Linked DNA regions of Oryzias latipes: region 2 is linked to region 1. A link is a contact called in public Hi-C data. All regions are on one chromosome and are shown on one strand. The core of a region is the stretch at or near the end of the contact, and the rest is flanking DNA. Distances in the headings are between cores, read along the strand shown. Region 1 holds the start of arl4c (ADP-ribosylation factor-like protein 4C). Region 2 overlaps LOC110017416 (gastrula zinc finger protein XlCGF57.1-like).

What was found. A called contact is a pair of places that touch in the nucleus more often than the background predicts.
Region 2: a contact with region 1 is called in a Hi-C map of embryo, with 2.6 times the contacts expected there. The contact joins the enhancer-like site here to the promoter of arl4c in region 1. A contact is called at or near these places in 4 of 5 Hi-C or Micro-C datasets (embryo, fibroblasts and gastrula embryo).

The regions. Positions count from the first base shown.
Region 1 is chr21:12,819,477-12,824,915 of ASM223467v1, forward strand. It overlaps arl4c (ADP-ribosylation factor-like protein 4C), which reads left to right and starts at 2,447. Exons shown (of 1, transcript XM_004081610.4): 1 at 2,447-4,013. The coding sequence starts at 2,859. The coding sequence ends at 3,437. The region is part of intron 3 of LOC110017416 (gastrula zinc finger protein XlCGF57.1-like); the gene reads left to right.
Region 2 is chr21:12,884,869-12,890,307 of ASM223467v1, forward strand. All of the region lies in intron 3 of LOC110017416 (gastrula zinc finger protein XlCGF57.1-like), which reads left to right. Among protein-coding and RNA genes, the nearest start is that of LOC110017415, 21 kb to the right of the region's middle. Within about 2 kb of position 2,158, at least 2 of the 8 cell types and tissues checked have an H3K27ac peak or open chromatin away from gene starts, as enhancers often do. A contact at or near this core is called in embryo and gastrula embryo, where this site is marked.

The sequences.
Region 1 (5,439 bases), core at 1,197-3,696:
GAATAAAAAGGACTGCGCTTGGAAGAATCACAGTGGAAGACTGAGGGACTAGGGAATCAAAGTCTGTTTCATTCCTGGCACAGTACTGCGTCATTTAATTAAAAAAAACAACCAGTTGCTAAAAGCTCATTCAAGAACCTGCATTAAGCGCATTCTACATAACAGTAGGTTCTTCTGCAGGGGATCAGGGTCAGTTGACTCTGCCATGACACCAATGCATATTTATTCATTCATCTTCTTAACCGTTTCTTCCCTTTCGGGGTCACGGGGGAGCCTATCCCGGCCACTTGGGCGTAGGCAAGGGATGCCCTGGACTGGTCGCCAGTCTGTCGCAGGGTGGAATATCCTCAATCACACATCCATTCACTCTCACACTCACACCTATGGACAATTTTAGAGATGCCAATCAACCTATGTAGCATGTTTTTGGACGGTCGGAGGAAGCCGGAGATCCCGGAGAAAACCCACGCATGCACGGGGAGAACATGCAAACGCCACACAGAAAGGTCCCCCGTTGATGTTGTGTTTTTTAATGCATATTTAATAAATCTGTATATTGTCTTGGTCAAAAAGAGTTTTGTTGTTTTACCTGTTTGGAAAAAAGCAGCACACTGTATAGTTTTTCTATATGTTGGTACACTTGTCAACACACCAACATGCCTCCGATAGCTCTGCTGCTGCTTCGGCTATCTCTTTGAGTTCATGTCCTGCGGTCTTCTCCTCCTTGAACCTGGGATCCATTACCCGCTCATCTCCAAGTGGGAAGACGAAGAGGTCAAAGGAGGAGAAGACAGCAGAATACGTCCCCCTCTCGGCTGACCTTGCCGACCCACTTCTCCTCTCTGTCTCCTTTTTCCTCTTAAAACAAATGTCCCTCAGGCCACCTTTTTATACACGTATTCTTTGAATAAACGCCAGCGGCAAGTTAGCTTTTGCAGGCTTCCTTATGTTTGGATAGAACTGTACAAACAGCTAAAATCAGGTGAAAGGTTTTACCACTGACCAGACTGTTGGATATCCTCTATTATTAGTTTCCAAGCAAAGTCCTTTTTATTCTTGTTTCCAGACTAAAATGAACAAACATCATAAAGCTTGTGGTGAGCAAACACAGCAACAATGAGCTTCTCTCCCATGTTGGACTCCACCCACTGATCACAACAACTCATCACTACTGAAGCTGAGCATTTGATAGGTTGACACAATGTCAATATTTGCCAAAGTTCAAATTTGCATAACTTTGGAAGATTTTAGCCACGCTGGCCACTTAAATTACACCGCAGGTCATTCAACTGTGTGTTTACCTTAGAGGTAACCCTTGTGCTATCCTAGGCACTTTAACATCGGGAGTTGGGTCATCTAGACCCACTAGACAGTGCGCTGAACATTTTTTCTTCAATGATTTGTGATCTTCACTGGTGTCCATGGATTACATGAAATCTTTCCACCTTTATCCACCTTTGTCATGATAGGTATAACACGTCAAAGTAAGGGTGGGGTCATCTAAGATAGCACAAGCTATTAATGATTAAGAGTAACAATTGATATTTTTTACAAGTGTAAATGTATGGGTATGTATATGTATTTTTCAATCAAAGTTAAGACTAATTTTCTTAAGTTTGATATATGGACGTATATTTCTGCTGTTTGTTTACTTTACTTTTATTTTTGGTTTTATTGTTTGAAATAAACAATTTCCAAATCCAAATCCAACACTATGTCCTAACAATGGAACCGGTTCCTTGTCCATCCATGCAAAATGTGTTCGCTGTAAGGGCAGTATTATTGTGAATATTCCTTTTCATTTATTATTTTTTTCTCATTAATCTTCTGATCCATTTAATCCCTTTTGGGGTCACGAGGCTGCTGGAGCCTATCAAGGCCACTTGCGGGCAGGGGACACCCTGCCATCTTGCTGTGAGGCAAGAGCGCTAACCACTGTGCCACCGTGCATATACCTTATTTAGCCCTTTTGCTATCCTAGGCACTTTGACATTGGGAGTTGGGTCATCTAGACCCACTAGACAGTGTGCTGAACCTTTTTTCTTCAATGATTTGTGATCTTCACTGGTGTCCATGGATTACATGAAATCTTTCCACCTTTATCCACCTTTGTCATGGTAGGGAGAACAAGTCAATGTAAAATAGTAGATTTAAACAAAAAAAGTTTCCAGCTCCTCCTCAGTCTTCAGAACTATTTTACACCACAGGGTGTCGCTGTTGTCCAGGTTAATGTCCCTGAATCTTCCTTGTTTGAACAAAGTACCAAATTTAACTATTGAGCCTTTTTATCAGTAAGTTACGAAAATAAAACCAAATATTAACTGTACTTTTAACTATCATAGATTTTGACGTTTCTATTTCCGCGTTACTATGGGAACCGGATCGGTGCGGCCTCATTGGCTCAGTTGAGAAAGGGGCGGGGCTCAGCAGCGGTTCCTGGTCTGCAGACGTGTTTGTCATCGGCAGAGCACAGCGGCTGCAGACACAGACAGCAGCAGGTGAGACGGAGGCTGCAGGACGGAGCCGCAGAAGGACGGGATGGATGTCCGCCTGCGGGAAGGTGACGCAGCACAGCGGCGTTAGTGCAGGGATTCTGCGCTGCTTCCACAGACAGACAACCATTCTGTGTTCCGGGAGCTGCGGAGCTCCCCTGTCGCCAAATGGACGCGAGTGCGTGAGGGGAATACTAATGAACGGCACGCTGCGTCCTGGCGAGGCGCGCCGCTGACGGTCACAGCAGAGCCGATCAATCATCCGGAGCGCGCCGGGGTCCGCGCGCGGCTCCTGGGGGATTTTTACGCATCCGAGCCTGGAATTAATGAAACAATCGTGAGGCTGTTTTTTTTCTCCCTGCCAAAATGGGCAACAGTTTCTCCAACATCTCTGCCTTCCAGTCGCTTCACATCGTCATGCTGGGTTTGGACTCCGCCGGGAAAACCACGGTTCTCTACAGACTCAAATTCAACGAGTTTGTCAACACGGTACCCACGATCGGCTTCAACACCGAGAAGATCAAGCTGAGCAACGGCACCGCCAAAGGCATCAGCTGTCACTTCTGGGATGTTGGCGGCCAGGAGAAGCTGAGGCCGCTGTGGAAGTCCTACAGCCGCTGCACGGACGGGATAATCTACGTGGTGGACTCGGTGGACGTGGACAGGCTGGAGGAGGCCAAGACGGAGCTGCATAAGGTCACCAAGTTCGCGGAGAACCAGGGCACGCCGCTGCTGGTCATCGCCAACAAGCAGGACCTGCCCAAGTCTCTGCCGGTGGCGGACATCGAGAAGCAGCTGGCCCTGCACGAGCTGACGCCCTCCACCACCTACCACGTCCAGCCCGCCTGCGCCATCATCGGAGAGGGGCTCCACGAGGGCATGGACAAGCTGTACGAGATGATCGTGAAGAGGAGGAAGTCCCTGAAGCAGAAGAAGAAGCGGTAGCAGGCGCTGAGCTGGACTGAAGCGGCCTTTCTCAAACGGGTTTACTTTGCAGTGATCTTCCTCTTCCATCCTCTGGATTGAAGCTCCTGAAGCTGTGAAGCCCTGCTGCAGGAGGGGCTGCAGGACTGAAGAAAACACCAAAAAAAATATTAACACATTGGAGAAGCCTTCAGAGCCACTGAGGCTGATAAACGGGCTGGCCCGCTTTATCTGGATCCTGAAGAAGCTGCGGCTCACTTTGCTCTTCTTTTCAAGACTGTTAGTTTTGGTTTGCATCCACAGGAGGTCTTTGTGGAATCACAAGTTTGATTTTGCACGTAGCTTGGGCCCCCAGCCCCCTGCTCTCCAAACAGACACGTGTAGTATGAGCTGGGTGTCATTCAGACTTTTTGGAGCAATGAAGTAGCCTTCCCTCTGCATGGTGGACAGGGGACCACGTCCACTACTTTGCACTTTTCAGTTGCTTACAGACAGCAGAAACAACATTGTATTAATTAAAGGAGCAGATCCAGGTTGTTTGTGTACCAAGCCAAAACTGAAGTATTTTTTGAATATTAAAAGATTCTAAACCCACTATTCAAGTGACTGGCTCTTATTGAGACGTGAAGTGATGATGATGATGCATCAGGAACGGAAGATAACACATTAAAACTGTTGACTAAATGGTTAATTTAGTGATTTGCCTATGTGGAAGCAGTCAGGGTGATGGTCGAAGGTCACGGGTTCTCATGTGGGAAAGGCCTAGGCACACATCTGTTTCATCGTTTCCACAGGAGCGGAAAGTTCAAAGCGGAGCTGGAACCCATTTGTCAAATTTATGGATCTGCATTGCGGCTGCTGAGTTAACAGCAGCAGTTGGGGCTCTAACAGTTTCCCTCCTGAGTCCTTAAAAACTCTCATCTGCCACTTTAACCGGTGCTGGCCAGGTGCTGAAGCTTCAATGTTTGGATAGATGAGCTGATTTCAGAGAGCTGTCAGATATTCTAAAGTCGCTGTTCTGCATTCCTTTACAACACCTGTTCCTGAAAAAAATCAGCGGAAACAGGGATGTAGGTTTAAAGTGTTGAGAAAAAGAAATAAAGAAACTGCTGCAGGTTTGTTTTTTAAACTAAGATTCACCAGTTGATGGAAGAGTTTATCATTTCTTCAAACTTCTTTCCCTTTTGGATGATCTGACCGGTGGAGCATCCATGGAGCTTTAAATAGAGCTTTTTTTGTTTTTTTAAATCTCACCTGAGTCAAAATGCAGGTTTTTTTTAAATTTCGTTGTGATTCTTCTAAAGTTCATCAGCTTCTCCAGATCGTGCTCTGGTGTTTATACCTCACAAGAGCAGAGAGACCCCACACGGTTCATGAAAACTTAACACCAGAGATGTTTTCAAGGTTTTAAAGGCTTGTATGTACTTTTAACAAAAAATAACCTTTCTTTTTTGTAGTTAGCTTTGGTTAAAAAATCAAGCAATCCAAAGGGCTTTAATTTAAACATGACAAAGAGGCCCAATCAGCTTTAAAATACTGCTTTTCTTTCAGTTCTATTATGTTTCTTTTTAAAATGACATGTATTCATTTTTTAAATGTGAATTAAAAAGAATTGCAATCATAACAAATCACAACCACCAAAAAAAGAACTAAAGAAATGAGAGTAAGCAGTTTTAACCCTGTCATGCCCTTTGTCACTCGCTTGTTATGTATCACTAAATACCCATTCCTATGAAAATTGTGATTTTTTTTTTGGTAACATTTGTGGCATTTTTCTGATGATGGAGGACGTAGAAGACAGAAAATCAAGATTGAAATTGCATTTCTGAGTATTCCTTTATTCAAATCATTGTGAATCCGCAGTAGAAGAAAATAATGCAGTATAAGAAATAAGCTTTTTTTGGTGTAGAAAAAATGCTGTTCAGGCCAAAAGCTTCCTGCTCCGCTCCATTCTGATGACAGGACAAGGACGAATGGATGTAGACAAATGGATCCATGTACGTCTTTATTTTCCTCTTCTAAG
Region 2 (5,439 bases), core at 908-3,407, 65 kb after region 1:
ACGTCCAGACAGGCAAAGGGAATGGTATCCCACAATTCCTCGTGGTGCCAATCTAACAGGTGCACCAAAGTTACACCTACTTAATTGAATTGATTGGAATGAAATTAAAATAACTTTTTGATAACTGCATGTTATTTTAAAGTTGACTTAACTAAAAAAATGATTTATCTTAACTGAAGCAAATAATTAAGTTAGATCAAAGTAAAAAAGTTTATTTTTCCAAAATCCATATGTGGTCTTATCACCCTCTCACGGTGGAAAAAGTATTATCTGAGCTTCTTCATTCACTAAATCATCTTCAAATGGACACGCTATGCTGCTTCACCTCTCTGAAATCAACTAACCTTAAACTAAACCTGCTCCAGACCAGGTTATGTTCAGAGAATGAGTTGCTTTAGGAACTAAGCATACCAAAAGCTGAGGTTATCCGCTTCCTTAGCCTCAAACTTACCGTGGTAACTCACATAACCTGCTTTTTGGAATACCCCCCAGTTTAAGAAGGAAATCTGTGTTTACACACATCAGTTTGCACACGTGGATGGTAGCCCTGAAATTTTCGTCATGTGAATTTTTTTTTTAATATTTTGCCCAAGACATCCTTGAAATGTATGATTCTCATCATTTTAAGATGGAATGACTCCATAAACCTCTTCTGAGAAACCAGACAAGGGTCAGCAGCTAGTCTCAAATGGAAAGGAAGACCTTGACTTGAGCAGCAATTTAAGGCCCACATGTGGAGACCTGAGACCTCGCTTGGACAAAAGAATCGACATTTTCAAAAGGATAGAAACCTAATTTCCCGGTATCTGTACCATGGTGAATGTCTTTGGGTGTATTTGACTGGAAAATACAGTACAGACTGAGTCAGCTTAGATTGGTCCAGATTGGATCCTGGACCTTGTATTTGGTTTTTATTCAGATGTCAAACGGACTTCTCTGTTTTGAACTAAAGCTCGTAAACAAAACCATGTGACTAAAGATCCCTTCGGTCATTGGCCAGTAATTACGAGGGAGGGGCACAGCAACTAGAGGCAGAAATTATAGAAGTCCTTTTGCTTTGCAATCCTTCTCAGGATAGTTCTTTTATTCCAACTTTATATTTCGCGGACCAATTTTTAATGCCTGTATCAACGGCAGGTACCACACTTTTTCCACTGGAGGCATACTGCAGCGCAGTTAGTGACAAGAAGCCAGCAAATAAAGGTACTCTGCTAAGTGTTTATAACATATAGACTGTCGGGAAAACAATGAGAAGCAATGTGTATCACATTTGAAGTTGTTTTTATGAGCCTGCGTTCATCCAACCACATTTCAACGAGTTGCTGTGTCTCATTGTTTAAAGAGAATTCTGTTAAGGAACTACGAGGTAGCTTTTAGGATGACATCCACCTCCATAGATGGGTCAGAGAATGGTTCCTGGTCCAGGACCAGGACCAGGAACGATCTGCTTGGTTGAATTCCGACTGAAAATTTGTTCGGGATAATTGGGAGAAAAAAAACCCTGGTTAACTTTTAGTGGACCAAATGTGTCCAGTCTGAATACACCCTTAGTAACCTCCAGTTGACAAGAAAGTATTGAGGGCATGTGTCCTGCACAGTCTTTGATCATACATTTTTATTTTATTTACACTGAAAATAACAAAGCTGTAAAGATAAGAACCCAAGAAAAAAAACATTAATTCTGAAGGCTTAACTTGCACACTTGCAAACTGAATAAGATGTTTTCTTCTTTTCAAAATGTTCATTTAGTTGAAAACCAGCATGCAAGGGGCAGCTGGAGAAAGGATTCAAACTCCCAAAAGTGTACTTACCACCCAACTAACATTAATACCATCTGTCTGGGTTTAATCCTCAGGTACATTCTTGGGTTATCTAGACTTTGTTTGCTCAGCAAAGGAAAACCTGTGAAAGGTTGGATCTGAATGTGATAACATGCAGAGTTACAAGGCCAGGGCTGCTGTTTGCATGTGCTGAGTCCAGGGCTCTTATTGTTAGAATTTGTTGGGTGTTGGCGGCGCTCAGATTTCCCACATACCTTGATGTATTCAGCTCCACTTTTACCCCCAGACTCCCAGCACCAGGGGAGATAGTGCAGCTGGGGGAGGGATGTGTTTGTTGGGCTTTAGGGTGATGAACGCAGTGGGAGTTCCACTTTTTCTCACTAATAAAAGGCCATGTAATTCTGTCCTCTTTCCTCTGTTAGCACAACAATGCCTGCACCCTACTGTAGGCTGCTTCTGTTGTTCTGCTGCCCTCCATTACCTTTATGCTGTTTTAATTGGAACAGGAAGTTTAGTGCCAATAAAGATTCCACTCTCACAGGAGCAACTAACAGAGAAGACGTGGATGAGGAGAAGGAAGATTTTCCAAGAAGAGATTGGACTTTAATGTTATTATTGTAGTTGTTTCATTAAGCATAAGAATGCTCAAAAGGCGTATCATCGTTAACAAAAAAAAAAACATAAAACTAAATGAATTTGCGCCAAGTTACATAGGCCATGTTTGATTTTCACTAATTATAACTTTGAAATGGCTCATAAAATCTGATTTAGAGATGGAGAAACAATGAAACTGAATTGATTTCATGCATGACTCCTGAGTCTGGACTCCTGAGAACACTAAACACTTTATGATCAACTGATCCACTTGCATTTTGATATTTAAAAGGCATTAAAAGATCTTTGCTTCTTTCACAGACGGCAATTTCATCTTCCAAAATCCGGACAAAAATAATTGAGGGAGCAAGGAAACGTCCACATCTTTTATTTGTATGCCACCATTTTCACTTTTTTTTACTTTAGTCAACTCAGAAGTGAGGAAGGGTTCAGGTTTGGGAGAGCAGGGTGACTCAGTCCCAATAATAAAAGGATAAATTCCCATGCCAAAAATCTTTTATATTGTAATCTATTGTAAGTGTTCCCAGTGGTCTGTTAATTATGATGCTGTTCTTTTTTTTAATTTGATTTCCATTTATTGATTTATTTCAGGCATTGTAGTCAAAGGAATAAAGAAATTACACATATTTATCAAACTCATTACAGAAATGTTGAAATGCATAGTTTAAAAAGACAGAAAATAAAACAAAACAAAAAAGTCTCTTAAATACAGTAATCATTAACTAAAGTCAAGTAGAGCTTGATTGATTGCTTGAAAAGCCGTGGGAAGAAGCAAATTTATACCTTTTCTTGAATATTTTAATATTTGAACTTATTTTGAGTTCATTACTTAACCCGTTCCAAAGTTTAGTGCCACACACCGACACACAGAAATTTTTCTTTGTGGTTCTAATCAGTTTGATCTTGAACTTCCCACATCCCCTAAGTTTAGGGCAGGGGTCGGCAACCCATGGCTCCGGAGCCACATGTGGCTCTTTCATCCATCTGTTGTGGCTCCCTGTGACTTTGGAAAATAATGAGTATTTTATAATAATTAAATTTTATTTTAGTTTTTTCATTTTTCATGGCATTTCAAAGGCGCTGATGGCTCCGTACGGAGCGAGTGCCACGTAAAAAACAGCTTCGTAATGAGCTCGTATTTTTCGGGCGATACCTGCAGAGCTGATAGCAGGAGGAGACACGCGGGGCGGCTTCAATAAACACTCCGATCTTCTGCCGGGAACTTGACGTACCGCGGGGCAGAGACCAACTCGCTGATGACAGACTGAGAGTTCGCGCCAGCGTTGCCAGATAGAGTCACAGTTTTCCAGCCCAAAAGTCATCTGAAAACCGCCAGACCCAGCCAAAAACCGCCCAGCACAGCTTTTGTTGATGGTTTTTTTCCGTACTGGACTGATAAAATAAAAGATTTTTCTAAAAAAAAGAAAGTTCAGACTAATAATAAAATGTGTACAATATTGAATATTTCTTCAGCGGAGCGCCTTCTTTCATTAATTTGCTTAACCCGCTCTATCCCCGCTATTACCTGCGTCTGGCTCTTTCATCCGTGTGCTGCGCTGGAGCGCCCCGACTACCGTATTTTGCGCTCTCTGTGTAGGACACACTGTGGAGCGCGGGGGAAACAAATCTCAGCTGCAGAGGATGTGAACAGGTGAACAGGTAGAGAGGAAAAGCAGGTAGAGAGGCGGAGGAGGGGCTTTGGCTTCAAACTCTGTCAGAGAGATGAAAACACGGGCGTCAGATTGAGACGCAGCTTTCCCTGCGGGAGTTGAAGCAGAGATTTTCTCTGGGATGATTTTATGAACTCAAACATGGAAACATGATTACCAAGTAGAACTCTTCAAAACAATAAACCTGATCTCTCCACATTCTCAGTGTCTACCATGCATTGATAAACACATCGCTCCATGCAGCGATCAGACCAGAACCAGTAGCTCCTGCCACACGCGGCCGCGGTATCAACCTTTAAAGAACATAATGTGCATTTGCAGCGACGTATGCTTCAGACGATGTCCGATTGGCCAATCTACATGTCAATCAAGTCCCTTACTTCTCAGTGAGGATTTTGATTGGCTGGTGGATTTTAAAGAAGTACTTTTTTTTTTTTCTAATCTTTTCTGGCCCGCGACAAAACGGGTTGTGGCTCGGAGTGCTTTCTTTTTTATTAGGGGCGGTCCCAAATGGCTCTTTGAGTAAAAAAGGTTGCCGACCCCTGGTTTAGGGCCTACTTCATTTTCTAAGAGCTGTTTTTGGATGTTGAATGATGACGATTTGCCGCTAAAAGTTGCACAGTGTAAAAATCAACAAGTTCATACAGTTTTAAAAGTCTAGATTGATAAAATAAATTGTTTGTATGATCAAGATATCTGGCTTTATGTACAATTCTGATGGCTCGTTTTTAAAGTAAAAAGAGAGGATGTAGTGAGCTCTTATAATTATTCCCCCAAATTTCTGTTCTTAGGCAAAATCAAAAAACGTGCATAGTTTTCTAAGGCATACGTTTTTTGCAGTGCAGCTAAGTTCCCCTCTGAGTTGTGGGCGGGACAGGTGTCTTGACCACCCCACCTCCCCTTCAGTTCCCTGTTGCTGAGAGATCAGAGCAAGCTTGTTGCCAGCCCAGCAAAGTTGTTACGTCACAGAAAAGCCTTTTTTTCAAACAGCATTTTTTTCGTCTGCATCTAATTCACAATTTGAATAAGGAAATACTCAGAAATGTAACTTTATTTTTGTCGTCAATCCTCAGAAAAATGCCACAAGAACATGTCAAAAACATTACACCTAAAATGAATTTGATGTCAAGGAATTTTCCTTCTAAACAAGAAAAGACACATTAGGGAAGACTAAACTCATTTAAGCTTTTCTTCATGTCTGATTCTAGGGTGATTGTTTAAAGGCATAAAGACATTCAAAATGAAAATGATAATTTCGTAATTTCAGTTGAATCTTTTTCTTCGGTTGCTGTCCGTCACACGGCTGGATCAGTCATGACTTGTTCAGGTCTCTATTCTCTCAAAAGACTCTTGTTTTCTGTACTTTCGTGGCT